Linked DNA regions of Sus scrofa: region 1 is linked to region 2. A link is a contact called in public HiChIP or PLAC-seq data. All regions are on one chromosome and are shown on one strand. The core of a region is the stretch at or near the end of the contact, and the rest is flanking DNA. Distances in the headings are between cores, read along the strand shown. Region 1 holds the start of INTS6 (integrator complex subunit 6). Region 2 overlaps WDFY2 (WD repeat and FYVE domain-containing protein 2).

Region 1 (6,517 bases), core at 1,210-3,709, 260 kb after region 2:
GCTCCATTGGAAATGATTTCAAATCTCTGCAATAGGTAAGGTCATTATTAATGCATGCTCATCTACTTCATTCGTCTAGTTTGATTCCCTTCCAACACTGCTTTGTACTCAGCACTGTAACTAAAAACTCTAATTTATATGGAATAAAGGCCCTCTACCATCTAGACCTGACTTTCTGGATCTTATTCTATTCTTCATGTACCTGGTGCTCCAGCCTAGCTGAACTTGATTGTTCCCCAGGAAGCCATTAGCCATGCTGTGCTAACTTCCTTTCTTTACTACATTTTCAATGTCTAGAAGGATTTTTAAATAGCAGCTTCTTTTCCTTTACCCACAAATCCAAATCCTACCAGTCTTTTAAAGCAGTGTTTCTCAAACCTGTAACATAAAAGAAATTCTTACAATTCTAGAGAATATATTTTCTGACAGGCAAGGGTCTAGAGACCACAGTTTGAAAAGCACTGATAGATGAAGCTAGAGAAACCTGAAGACCAATTCTATGAAAATCTCTTTCAGTTGCAAATTATCACTTTTTTTTTTTTTTTTTTTTTTGGCAGTGCCCCTGGCACGCACAGGTTCCCAGGCCAGGGATCAAACCCTGTGCTGCAGCTATAACCAGAGCTATAGCAGTGACTCTGGGTCCTTAACCCATTGAGCCATGAGGGAATGCTGCAAACTATCACTTTTAAGAGTATTTTTCTTTATAAATAATAAAACAATTTGTACGTTGTCATTAAAGTGAAAACTAAAATTTTAGGTATCAAAGAACTCTAATTGTTATCTCCAGGTCTAGGATCCCAGTTTGAGAAACACTTCTGTAAGGCACCACTTAAACACACTGACCCTGGAAAATGTTCTTTCATTACTCCAGGGAAATAAAATTTCCTCTTTTCTGAATTATTTAGTATCTAATCACTTTCTGCCCTGGAGTAGCTAATAACATGTAGGCAATATTTTTTTTCTAGAAAAACCATAAGCTCTTTGAAGGCAGGAACAATACTTTAATCATTTTTTAACTCCACCAGTCCTTAGCAAATATTGGATATAAGGTCTGTATTCCATCTTATTTCATAGTCCAAATCTCTTAAAAAGGTTTCACTCTTCTGTGGTACACATGCACAGAACAAACCCTACTATATTACGGAAATAGCTCTACTATAAATTTTAAAAAGTTCAGAAGTTGTCTTAAATATTAGGGAAAGTCCAAGTTATAAAATTCAAAAATTTTAAAAGTGCCACAAAATATGTCTGCTCTGTGTTCATAGTAACAGGAACAATTTTTTTGAATGACTAGTAGGTAAATAATTAAAATTTCAGGATAAACAAAAAAATCAAAATGCAAGGTTAGTAGGAGAGGCCTTCTTAATTTCTACATGGTATTATAAAGATCATATGTCCCTAATTCAACTTTTATTGAATGTCCTCAAGTTTTCAACAAGTATATTTGAGGAAACTTCCTCGGACACTTTGGCGAGGATTCATTAAGTCATCAGGAATGCTAACAGGGGCTGGTTTTTACAGAGAAAAGTCTTCTCTCATGTAGTATTTAGATGAGTCTGAGATAGCACATAGTGAAAGCAAAGAGCACTGGAGGAATCCACTCTGTGTGTCACCTAGGCAAGCTGAAGTCAGTTCATTTAAAAATAAGTAATGGATTATGGTTTACTAAGGTCTCTTTTAGATGGCCCTAAGTAAAAATGGCTTGAGAGAGGTTATTTCTTTGGGCAGGACGGTTTATTTTTCCCCGAGTATAAAAAGGGCAATAAACTCTGTATCGATATTTGAGTCTTCCTACCGCCTGCCCTTTTTAGGGCTGAGTTAAGAAAAAACGGGTTGTTCCCTTTTTGGTGGGTCCTTCTACAAGAGGGCTCCTGGCCAGGTCCGGCCCCCACCCTCGATAACTGCCCAAGGCCAAGCGACACTGGGGGCGAAGCTGGCCCCACGTCCCCACTCCCCAGTGGGAGCGGTGTGACTTGCGAAGGAGATTAGTCCCTGGTCATAAACAACCTCTCACTTCCCCTCCCCCGCCCCGGGCCCGCCCGCGCTGGGGCCGGCCCTCCGAGGCCCATGGAACCTCCTCCGACGACCGCGGGCCTGCTCCCGACTCCTAACCAGGCGTTTGATTGCTTTACTCATCCCCTCCTCATTCGCGCACCCGGGAAGGGGCTCGCTACAGCGACCTCCAGATGGGCGCTCAGACCAGTCTCCATCTCCCTTTCCCCGACCCCTATCACCTCCAACAGCCAAGGAGAGGCCGCCAGCCCTGATGCGCAGACGCACAGCGGCAGCCGCCTAGAGCGCGCTGACGCGGCCCCCGCCCTGATCCCGCGGTCCTTCCGCGGTCCATCCCCGCCCCTTCCCGGAGCCCGCCTCCGCGTCACCGGCCCTCCTGCTCGCCTCTCGCGCTCGCTCTCGCGCGCACCCGACGCCCCGCCTCCGCGCGTGCTCCGTAACTGTTCCCGGAGCCGGCCTCCAAGCTTCCCCCGCCCCTGGGCTGTTTGAATATGCTAATAAGAAGCTAGGGACCAGCCAATAGAACAGTGGGGCGGTGCATCACGTGGCTCGAGGACGTGTCAGAAGGCGGAGCTTCTGCAGCCCCTGCCCGAGTTAAAACCGGAGTGTGAGAGAGAAAAGCGCTTCAGTAGCGAGAGGGGCTGAGAAAGTGGTGACACCGCCGGGGTGCGGAGGGAGTCCCTGAAACTTCTCCCAACAGCCCCAGGGCCAATCTCCCCTCAGCCCACTCCCCTCGTCGCCAGCTCCCAGGTCCCCACTCCCTGCACCGGGGGTGGGGTAGGGAGCCAGGCCCGTCTCCCGCTGGGACACACACAGGGGCCGGGAGCGGGGACGGGACCCCCGAGGCGGGGGGGACGCACCGACAGACAGACGGCCGGGCGCCCGCCCCTGCGGGCAGGCAGGCAGGAGGAGGCGGAGGCGGGGGTACGAAGGGGAGGACTGGGTCTGGGGAGTTTCCTCTCAACTATCGGGGGAGAAACTCCCCGCAGCCGGAGGAAAGACCCAGACGGTGTTTTCCTCCCGGGGGCCGCGCTCCCCCGCCCCGCGTAGCGGCGGTCGCCGCCGCCGCCACCGGCGCCTCCACCTCTATCATCTCTTTCTCCACCACCTCGGGCCCCGGTGTCCCCGGCCAGCACTATGCCCATCTTACTGTTCCTGATAGACACGTCTGCCTCTATGAACCAGCGCAGCCATCTGGGCACCACCTACCTGGACACGGCCAAAGGCGCGGTAGAGACCTTCATGAAGGTACCGACTGACCGAGCCCGGGCGGCGACCCCGGCCCGGCGGCCCGCGGGCGGCAGGGGTGGGGGAGGGCGGCCGGGGGCGGCGAGGCGGAGGTGTCGGGGACCTGACTGCGGGAGCTGCCGGGCTCGGGGACCCCCTCCCCCACCGCGCGGGCGGGCGGGCAGGCGCTGCGAGCCGGGCTCGGCCCGGGCCCGGGCTCCGGCCCCGGGCGGTGTGTGGGGGCCGATCTGTGTGTGTAGGGCGGCGTGGAGGGGTGGCCGCGGCGTGTGCGGTACTGTGGGGGGCGGCGGGGCCGCTGGCTCCCCTTCTCCGCCTGGTAACCTCGCCTCTGTGCTTCTCTCTCGCCCGCCCTGTTCCACCTCCCGTCCCCCACCCGCTCTCCCGCAGCTCCGTGCCCGGGACCCTGCCAGCAGAGGAGACAGGTATATGCTGGTCACTTTCGAAGAGCCGCCCTATGCTATCAAGGTAACAGCCCTCGCCCTCCCCCTTCCCTTCCCTGTTCCTTCCTCTCTCGCCCTCCCCGCCCCCCCATTCACCCTTCATTATGCTCCCCTCCCCCACCCGCTGTGCTCCAGGCGCTGAGGTCCTTTCCCCTGCGGGCTCCCACCCCCTCCCCCGCTCCGGAGCGTCCTGGCGCGGCGCGGAGTCGCCGGGCCACCGCCGTCCCCTCCCCAGCCCGACCCAGCGGCGGCGGCGGCGGCGGCGGCGGCGGCGCTGCGATCAACATGGCCGACATTTCCCCTCCGCGGCGTGAGCGGCAGCAATGAACTGTGGGGGATATTTATTCAAGTTAGCCCGAGTGACAGCCGGGCCCGGCAGCGCCGAGCCCGGGTTTGCATTAAAGGGGAATCGGCCCGAGGCTCGGGCGGGCCGGCGGGGCGGGGGCGGGGGGCTGCGGGACCGGGTGTCCGGATTCTCCCCGAGAGGGCCTCGGGCGGGTGGGACAGCTCTAGGGGAACTTCAGAAGTCCCGCTCACTTTTGCTTTCCACCAGTACCTTCGCTTCCCCGAGTATTGGGTATTAGGTTGGGGAGTACATTTCCTGGGGAAGTTACAAACTATGAAGACTGGTAGCGAGGGAAAGCTGTAGAGCCAGCAGGTTTATTCTTGGCCACCTTTGGAAGAGACTTTCCTCGGCACTGATACGGTATTGACACGTTACCCAAAACCATACAGTACAGTGGAGCAGCTACTTGGTGAACGGCAGATTGTAACGGCCGTCCATGTATACAGGGCTTAAAAGATGGGAAAAAAAAATTCTTACATTTTTCTTTTCAGGCCGGATGGAAAGAAAACCATGCAACGTTTATGAATGAACTGAAAAACCTTCAGGCTGAAGGACTTACGACTCTTGGCCAATCCCTAAGGACAGCTTTTGATTTATTAAATTTAAATAGATTAGTAACTGGCATAGACAACTATGGGCAGGTAGGTTGTATATTAAGGTGGAAAAACAGTTGATTTTTAAAAGATTTTTTTTGGTTGGAAAAGCAATCCAGTCCAAAAAGTATAAAACATGAAATACAACTCTAAAACATTTCAGATTAAAATACAATATGTACATTATACAAAAGTGAAACTGATTACACCTTATGGTTTTATAGCCCTCACTTTTTTTTCCTTTTCTTAAAATGTGTTGTATTCAGGGTTTGAGCCTGAATTCTTTGCTATAAAGTTAGACATGAATTTAGTGTTAATCCCTCGAAGTTCACTCAGGAAACAACAGGGAAAACATCCTGCCTCACCACACTCAGTGACTCTGATAGTCTACCCACAGGCGCTTGTGCAATGACTTACAGACACTAGTTGATGAGTGGTCTTAAAATGTTAGAGGAAATTATTCTATTTGTTGTATCAGAGTTTAATTTAACCATACTGTATAATGAGGTTCTGAAAAGTAAAACAGTTTTCATTGGGATGCAATAACTGGCTGAGACCATTAGGATTTCTCGGTTTTTGAAGTATATACAATAAGCCACTCTGCAGGAAGAATTCTGAAGCCATTCTTGAATGAAAGGGCAGGTCCAGAGTTGGGGTTTTTTTTGGTTGTGTGTTTTTTTGTTTTTTGTTTTTAATTTGAAACCCCTGAAAAAGTGACTGTTTGAACTTATGAACGAACCCATCTTTCCTCCCTTAACTCCCCCGGTTCCTCTATTGCACTTGCTGTTAGCTGAGGATGAGACAAGAGCTTTAAATCACATGCTGGTTCACTGTGGGATAATGCAAGTTGGTCCATTTTAACACTTTTTGAGATTGCTGCCCTGTAAAATAAAAGATAGTGACGAATGTGTAATGTTACACATAACAAAGGAATATTAAATCCAAGGAGCTCAGTTTTTATGTTGTAGGGCAAAGCACTCTTACCACAAGGATACTTTGAAATAGACATTTTGCTTTTCCTCAAGTTTCATGAGCCACAGTTTTCAGGAGTTTTATAAATTTCAGGAAAATTCTTCCCACAATACAGCTTTTTGGTTTCTTTATATAGAAAGAAGCAGAATTGTTCCCTTGTTTTAGAAATGTTTATGCTTCACTTCTTAGGGTAACTTCAGCTCCTGAACATCTTTGGAGATGGTTGAATGTAGTCCTATAGCATTGGAAATATACACTGCAACTTGGAGTCACTTTGTTTCTGTTTTTATGGAATTGCACTTCTATTGTTTAATTAGTAAATGTGTATTTTCTTATCACATTAATCTTTTTATGTTTCTTCTTTCTGTGCTGCTTTGTTTTGCAACTCTTAACTTAGGCCATGAACTTTTCAGTTTGTTTCTTTAAAATAATGGATTTCTTTTCATATTCTTTTGTTATCTGTAGTGTCCTGTCTTACTGCTTAAGGCTTTGATCTAAACTTTTAAGTTCAAAGACAGATATGAAACGACATTTTTCAGTTGTCCTTATTTCCTTACTATTGGATATTCTTAATATTTGATTGTCAGGTTGTCATTGTGTAGCAGAACTATTTTTGTTTTTCTGAATCACATTGATAAATGGGAAAGGCCTTTAAACTTTACCTCCTATTGAAAATATTTCTTAGGTGCTTCCTTAGAAAAACCCATTAAAAATGTTTCTTAGGTGCTTCCTTAGATTGTCTGGTTCCTTAGAGAAGCTGAAGACATTTGTGACTTATTATTTTATTTTTTGTCTTTTTAGGGCTGCCCCATGGTATGTGGAAGTTCCCAGGCTAGAAGTCGAATCTGTGCTCAAGCCGCTGGCCTATACCACAGACACAGCAACGTCAGCTTTGAGATGTGTCT
Region 2 (6,796 bases), core at 1,165-3,664:
ATATATATATATATAATATATATATATATATATATATATATTTTTGGCCACACCCATGGCATGTGGAAGTTCCCAGGCCGGGGATGGAACCTGTACCATCGCAGCAACCCAATCTGCTGCAGTGACAACTCTAGATCCTTAACCCACTATGCCACAAGGGAACACCTAATTGCTAATACTTTGATTTCTTACGTGTCCAATGAAATAGTTAAAAATAGGGAAGACATCCCTTTCCCTCTCCTCTAGTAATTCCCCAGTGTGACAGGGAGAAATGCCCCGAAACCTGATTCAGGAGAGAAAGAACACGCTTGGCACCCGAACCCAGGAGAAGCTGGATGCAAGAATCTTACTTCCTTTCATAACTTTAGGGGCAATTTACTCCCTACAAGAGAAAAGAACAAGTTCTCCCAATGTCTATGTATGTATGAATACCTACTTCTTTACCAAAAGAATTCGAGGCTGTTTATAACAGAAGTCCTACCCACGGGAAAAGGAGGAGAGAAGCCCAGGGCTGGGCTTGGGGAGAGAGGCGGCCAGGACACAGGCCACGTGCGCTGAAGCCGGGCTGCGACCGGGCCCCACGGAACCTGCGGATGCCCTCGTGGTGAAGGGACCGCACTGACGTTGACCTGTGCTTTCCATCATGTGACCATAAACGAACCTGCCAGAAAACCTTTGTGGTCTAAGGACCCACTCCAAGAAAGAACAAGTGTGGTCAGAGAGTTGGTCGAGAAATGACTGGCGGTTTCTAAGAATAAAAAAGAACCTGAGAAAGTACGAGACGTGGCAAAGAGGGCACGAGACCATCCACGTCCAGGTTTCTGCTTCCACAATATCCACCTCAACTGTACCCGACTCTGGAAAAACGAAGTGGTCCCCAAACGCCTTTCCCGGCCCAGCGCCGGCACGGGGCCATCGGCCACTCGCTCCAGGACCTAAAGACACCGAGAGGCTTCAAAGGCCGCTCGGGAGGCGCCGCAGGTGCACACGCTGCGCTCGCTCTTCTCCTCGGACCTGCCGGCCGCGTTCGGCCCTCACCCCTCAGTCTCGTTGCTCTGAGGGGACTTTTACCCACAGAATCCAACTTGCTTCCGAAACGTACTTCTGCGGCGGGGGACGGTGTGAGGCCTTAGAACCTGGGACCGAAGCCACGGGGCGCTGTCCCTCCCACTGAGGCTGGACGCTTCCAGAAGCGGGGAAGGCAGTCGCCCCACCCTGAGGGGCCGGGACCTCTGGTCCCTACGGCTGTCCCCGGGGTGCAGGCTCACGACGGGTTCCGTCCCGGGTTTGGAACTCTGGTCCCCAAGAGTCACCCTGGGGACAGGGAGGGGGGGGATGAAGAATTGCATGTAGGAGAGCGAGGGGCAGGCTGGGGCCCCAAGCAGAAAGTCTCTGGCCTCCGAAGGAGAAAAGGAGCAGGAAACATCACAGGGCAGGGTGGGGACCGTGCGGCGTTCAGCGCTCATGTCTGCGCCCCCACTGCCCAGCGCGATACAGAGAAGGTTCTGAGGGGCTTTCTGTGCTGGGCTGAACTAAAGCCTGGGAGAACGAAGCTGCCAGCTGGCCTCTTCGAGGACAGGAGCTCAATATTCTCATTGAAAAAACGGTATCTGACCTCTCTCTCTTTCACAGGATTATTGTGAGATTAAACTGAGGCATGGGTGTTTTGAGAGCTCTTTAAATATTAATAAAACATTTTCCAAGAGAGAAAGCTCATCACTTCTATGTGGACACATGGCCCAGACGAACCTGTCTACAGAACAGAAACAGACTCACAGACCTGGAGAAAGATGTGCGGTTGCCAAGGGGGGCGTGGGATGGACTGGGAGTTTGGGGTTCGTAGATGCAAATTATTCCATTTAGAATGGATAAGCAATGAGGTCCTGCTGTGCAGCACAGGGAACTCTATCCAATCGCTTGTCACGGAACATGATGGAAGAGAATCTGAGAGAAAGAGTGTGTCCACATTTATAGGTCTATGTATGACTAGGTCACTTTGCTGAACAGCAGAGATCGACAGAACACCGTAAATCAACTAAACTACAAACATTTAAAAAAATAAAATAAAAAAGAGAACACTCTTTAACACTCTTTAACACTGGGTGATCCCCAGACCCCATCATCAAACACCAATCTTGGGCCGATTTTCAGGGCAGAGGAAGGGCTGAAGTGCAAGTGGGTCTATCCTCACTGCTGCCTGTGCTCCTTCTTGCCTGCACCTTCTTTGGGACCCCAAACCCCTCCTTTCAGCAGCTCCAATGCTGCCCGTGCCCACCTCGGGTACTCACACCCCTCACAGAGTGGCACCGACGATGCTGAGGAGATGGGCTCTCCTCGCTCTGGGCCTCCAGAGTCCCTCGCAGACTTCACCTTATTTTGAGCTTGAGTTAGAGCACCAGGCCAAGCCTCCTGCCAGCACTGCCGTTCAAGCCAGTTGGCACTAGCGGCTCCCAGCCAGCCAGCCTGCCCGCCCACCACATTCCAAGGGGGCGAGCCTACCAGGATGGATTCCGAGCGTGGTCTGTTTCATTTTCCGAAGCCGTGCGGGTTCTTCTTAGAAACTGAAAGACCTATTAGCTTGGGTTTCATTTTCTGGGACTGAGAGACTCTATCTCGACTTTACAGCTTCTCCTTTCTTACCCAACTGTAGGCACAAGTTTCCCAGAACAACGTTTTGCCCGAGGACACACAGGGCCCAGGGATGCTGGTGGTCAGCAGGGACACCTGCCCTGCCTGCAGGCTTTTGAACCACTGAGTAAAAATCAAACTAGTTACAAGCTCGTCTGAATGAGTCCAACAAATAGTATGGATCTTCATTCACAGCCTGTACTTTAGTTCTTGGAGGGAATCTGAGTAGCAGAACTACCCCTGGCAGATTAGATAATAACCAAGTGTTATTAAACAGGATTCTACTTGGCTTCTCTTTTTCTTCACTTACACGGATGATGTCAACTCCTTCTACGTGATCTTGATATGTGTCCTGTTGTATGAGGAGAAATATAAGGGAACGATCCCTTTAATGAGCTGATACTGAGGTCTGAGTGGCCTCACCAGCCGGGTTTAGCCCCAGACAACGGATGTATTCTCTCATGGGGAAAAGAAGGGCTTCATAGCTACTTCTCTCAAACTAAACTCTAGCACAAAAGAGAATTATTTGCTTTTGCACCTGCGGCATATGGAGGTTCCCAGGCGAGGGGTCCAATCGGAGTTGTAGCCACCTGCCTATGCCCCAGCCACAGCAACGTGGGATCCAAGCCTCATCTGTGACCTACACCACAGCTCACGGCAACACCGAATCCTTAACCCACTGAGCAAGGCCAGGGATCGAACCCGCAACCTCATGGTTCCTAGTCGGATTCATTTCCGCTGAGCCAGGAACTCCAAAAGAGAATTATTTGTGCCTGGGCCCTCTAGAATGAATTAGCTCATAGTAAATAACCTAAACTGTACATTCACATAGGAGAAGTTCTGAAAACTAGTGTTTCCAGGCAAATCTATAGGCAGAGCTAATGTTGCTCAAAATCAACCAGTTCACAGGAGCTATTAGGGTCACTATTTTTTTCTTTAGCCACCCTGCGGCATATGGAGTTCTCTGGCCAGGGATTAGATCTGAGCCACATTTGCAGCCTACGCTGCATCAATGTCAAGAGTTCAGGCAGGGAGCCAACCTGCAGCCCAGGGCTCCAGACACCCCGTCCACCCTGCTGCACCACATCGGCAATGCCTAGAGTCACTCTCCATATCACTTGGAAAACGTCACAAGTTAAAAACAATTCAGGCTAGCTTTAGAGCTCTAAAGCAGATGAAATTTCTCCTTGGCGATAGGATCAGGCTTTGCCCTCAGGGACTGTATCGGGGAGCCCCCAGCAGGGCCTGGGAGGCAGGTCAGGGCACAGATGCCCGCAGCCTCAGACCAGTGGCCAGGATCTATTTCTTCAGAGATTCCTCGGTGATTCTTTGAGCAAAGTTGGAGAACTGCACCAAGAAAACACGAAGCTTTCTCTGCTCCTCCCCTCCACCCCGTGAGGAAGAGGAGCCTGATACGAATCAAGGCGAGTACTCAGTAAACAGCAGGAGAAGCACAAAGCGCTGTGTGAGGATGTCACCCCCCCACCCCCGCCCCGTCCCTTAAGCTGCTGGAATCGTGAGGCAGCATTTGAACTCAATTCAGAAATTCTGCAGGCCTTCATGGCTTGTCTTCTGCAGCTCTTTTTCTTTCACTCTCCAGTTTTTACTCTTACAGTCTTCTCTGGTTCTCATTTTCACCTTTAATTGCTTTGCTGCCATCATTTTATTTTATGATTTTCATAAGTACTCTCAAATCCTCTGTAGCGTAAAGTGGGGTATAAGCAAATAACCATACTTAGGTTCACACATACATCAAAGGGGCCCCTGTCTGCGGTCCTGCCATGCTAAGACCCCGCCACGGAGACCGGCCCGCACGCCTCTGTCCTGGCTTGAGGCTGGGATCCCTTCCTCGGAGTTCTGTACAAAAGCAGCAGCAGCCTTACTTGTGTCCTTGGAGCTCGATGGCTGTTCCTTTCCTCCCGCCGATGTCCCACATGATGACAGAGTGATCGGAGCTCCCCGAGAACAGCACCCGCTGGACGGGGTCCCAGCAGAGAGCAGTCACCCCACCTGAGGACAGACACAGCTGCACGTCAGTCCCAAAGTGACCCCAGAACTCACCAGCACAATGAGAGCAAAGGGGGCAGGAGGTGTGTGTTGTGAGCTAACAACACACTTTTGCTCAGAGAATGAGTCCCCAGAGAGGAAAAAAAAATTGGCTCCAAGAATAAAAGTCCCACCCTTTCAGCACTATTCCCCCCAAAATGTACCATAAAATCAATTAGTGCAAAGACCAAAGGGAAATAAAAAAGGCAATTCATTGACCATCAAAAAATACATACAATTCTAAGAAGAATGGAAAATATTACATTGTTTGGACATGTTAACCATATTTTTTAAGCTGCTGTCTGCCTCCCACCCAGACAACAGCAGATGAGAAGTAAATGCGGTTTTAAAAAGCTCAATTCAGGGAGTTCCTGTTGTGGCTCAGCAGTTAACGAACCTGACTAGGATCCATAAGGATGCGGGATTGATCCCTAGCCTTGCTCAGTGGGTTAAGGATCTGGCGTTGCTGTAAGCTGTGGTGTAGGTTGCAGACATGGCTTGGATGCCATGTGGCTGTGGCGTAGGCTGGCAGCTACAGCTCCTGATTTGACCCCTAGCCTGGGAACTTCCAAATGTCTCAGGTGTGGCCCTAAAAGCCAAAAATAAATGAATAAATAAATAAATAGCTCGATTTGATTTTGTGTGTGTGTGCTTTTTAGATCTACACCCACAGCACATGAAGTTTCCCAGGCTAGGGGTTGAATCGGAGCTGCAATTGCCAGTCTACGCCACAGCTACCGCAACTTGGGATCCAAGCTGTGTCTGCAACCTACACCACAGCTCACGGCAACACTGGATCCTCAACCCACTGAGCAACGCCAGGGATCGAACCTGCATCCTCATGGATGCTAGTCAGATTCTTTAACCGCTGAGCCACAACGGGGACTCCTCAGTTTGATTTTTTTAATTCTTGAACACAGATATGAAGAGACAACAATGCCAGAATTTAAAGATTACTTTCTCTTTTGGGGAACTTAAAATTTATAAGAGTCTGGGAAAATGACTTCAATGCTTAGGGGTCAGTTCCCTCAACTGTAAATTGGGGGGAGGGGAGGTAATATGATGACTGACACAGCTAAGAAAGGTACCACAGCCGGACCACCGCCTCCTTCCCGGGGTTACAGTGAGAATGGCTGCATCTGTTACACAGCACTGCCCTGTCAACTGCAGTGTGTGCTACAGATGCTATGACAGCGTTTCTTCCCTGCAGTCCCCTCTTAAATCAAACTCCCTGTGCATGGGAAGCAATGGTAACTTTTTCCACAGAAGATGTCACAAAGCCTACAAATAGTTATGGATGTGAATAATACTCATTTTTATATTACTGAAAGATATAGTTTTCTGAAAAGAACATAAAAATGGCTTCTCATTGGTCAGGATCCAATCTCTTTCTTATTTAAATTATCAATTTGTTCTAATGAAATACTGTGCTTTCTTTTTTTCTTTTTTCTTTTTAGAGCTGCACCTGCGGCATACGGCGGTTCCCAGGCTAGGGGCTGAATTGGAGCTGCAGCTGCCAGCCTACACCACAGCCACAGCAACGTGAGAGCTGAGCCGTGTCTGCCACCTACACCACAGCTCACTGCAACGCCAGATCTTTAACCCACTGAGTGAGGCCAGGGATCGAATCCGCATCCTCATGGATCCCAGTCGGGCTCATTAACCGCTGAGTTATGAAGGGAACTCCCAGTACTGCACTTTAAAAGCTTTCAGGAAAGTTTCTCTCATATAACTGTTCCAGATAGTTTTTCAATTCACACACACACAAAAAGAGAAGTTCCCTGGTGGCCTGGTGGATCAAGGATCTGGTGTTGTCACTGCTGTGGCTCAGGTCACAGCTGTGGTGAGGGTTTGATCCCTGGCTCAAGAACTAGATGCAGCCCCCTCACCCCAAAAAACGATATGTTTTTCAAGATCAAAAGGCAAAACCCCACTATATTAGATAATGCCTAACAGCTCCCTTCTATACCTGCCCAGCATCCTACTTGTACATATTTCTGTCCATGAAAGAATACACACCATCTCCCCCCAGTGTATCTGTGCTAAGCAGCCCCTGAAGCTCCCATCTCCTCTTCCTTTCCTTCCCCCTAAAACAAGCACAGAGCCAGCAGCGGACAGGCTC

Evidence for each region. HiChIP or PLAC-seq counts read pairs in DNA pulled down with a chosen protein or histone mark.
Region 1: a contact with region 2 is called in an H3K27ac HiChIP or PLAC-seq map of skeletal muscle. The contact joins the promoter of INTS6 here to the enhancer-like site in region 2. A contact is called at or near these places in 1 of 5 promoter capture datasets (liver), 8 of 47 Hi-C or Micro-C datasets (embryonic fibroblasts, fetal heart ventricle, fibroblasts and 3 more) and 1 of 2 datasets of contacts at active chromatin or transcription factors (skeletal muscle).

The regions. Positions count from the first base shown.
Region 1 is chr11:16,372,817-16,379,333 of Sscrofa11.1, forward strand. It overlaps INTS6 (integrator complex subunit 6), which reads left to right and starts at 2,460. Exons shown (of 19, transcript XM_021065287.1): 1 at 2,460-3,261; 2 at 3,649-3,726; 3 at 4,539-4,688. The coding sequence starts at 3,151.
Region 2 is chr11:16,111,472-16,118,267 of Sscrofa11.1, forward strand. WDFY2 (WD repeat and FYVE domain-containing protein 2) reads right to left here. Exons shown (of 12, transcript XM_021065301.1): 7 at 4,512-4,638. Among named protein-coding and RNA genes, the nearest start is that of CCDC70, 140 kb to the left of the region's middle. Within about 2 kb of position 2,415, at least 15 of the 83 cell types and tissues checked have an H3K27ac peak or open chromatin away from gene starts, as enhancers often do. A contact at or near this core is called in embryonic fibroblasts, omental adipose tissue and skeletal muscle, where this site is marked.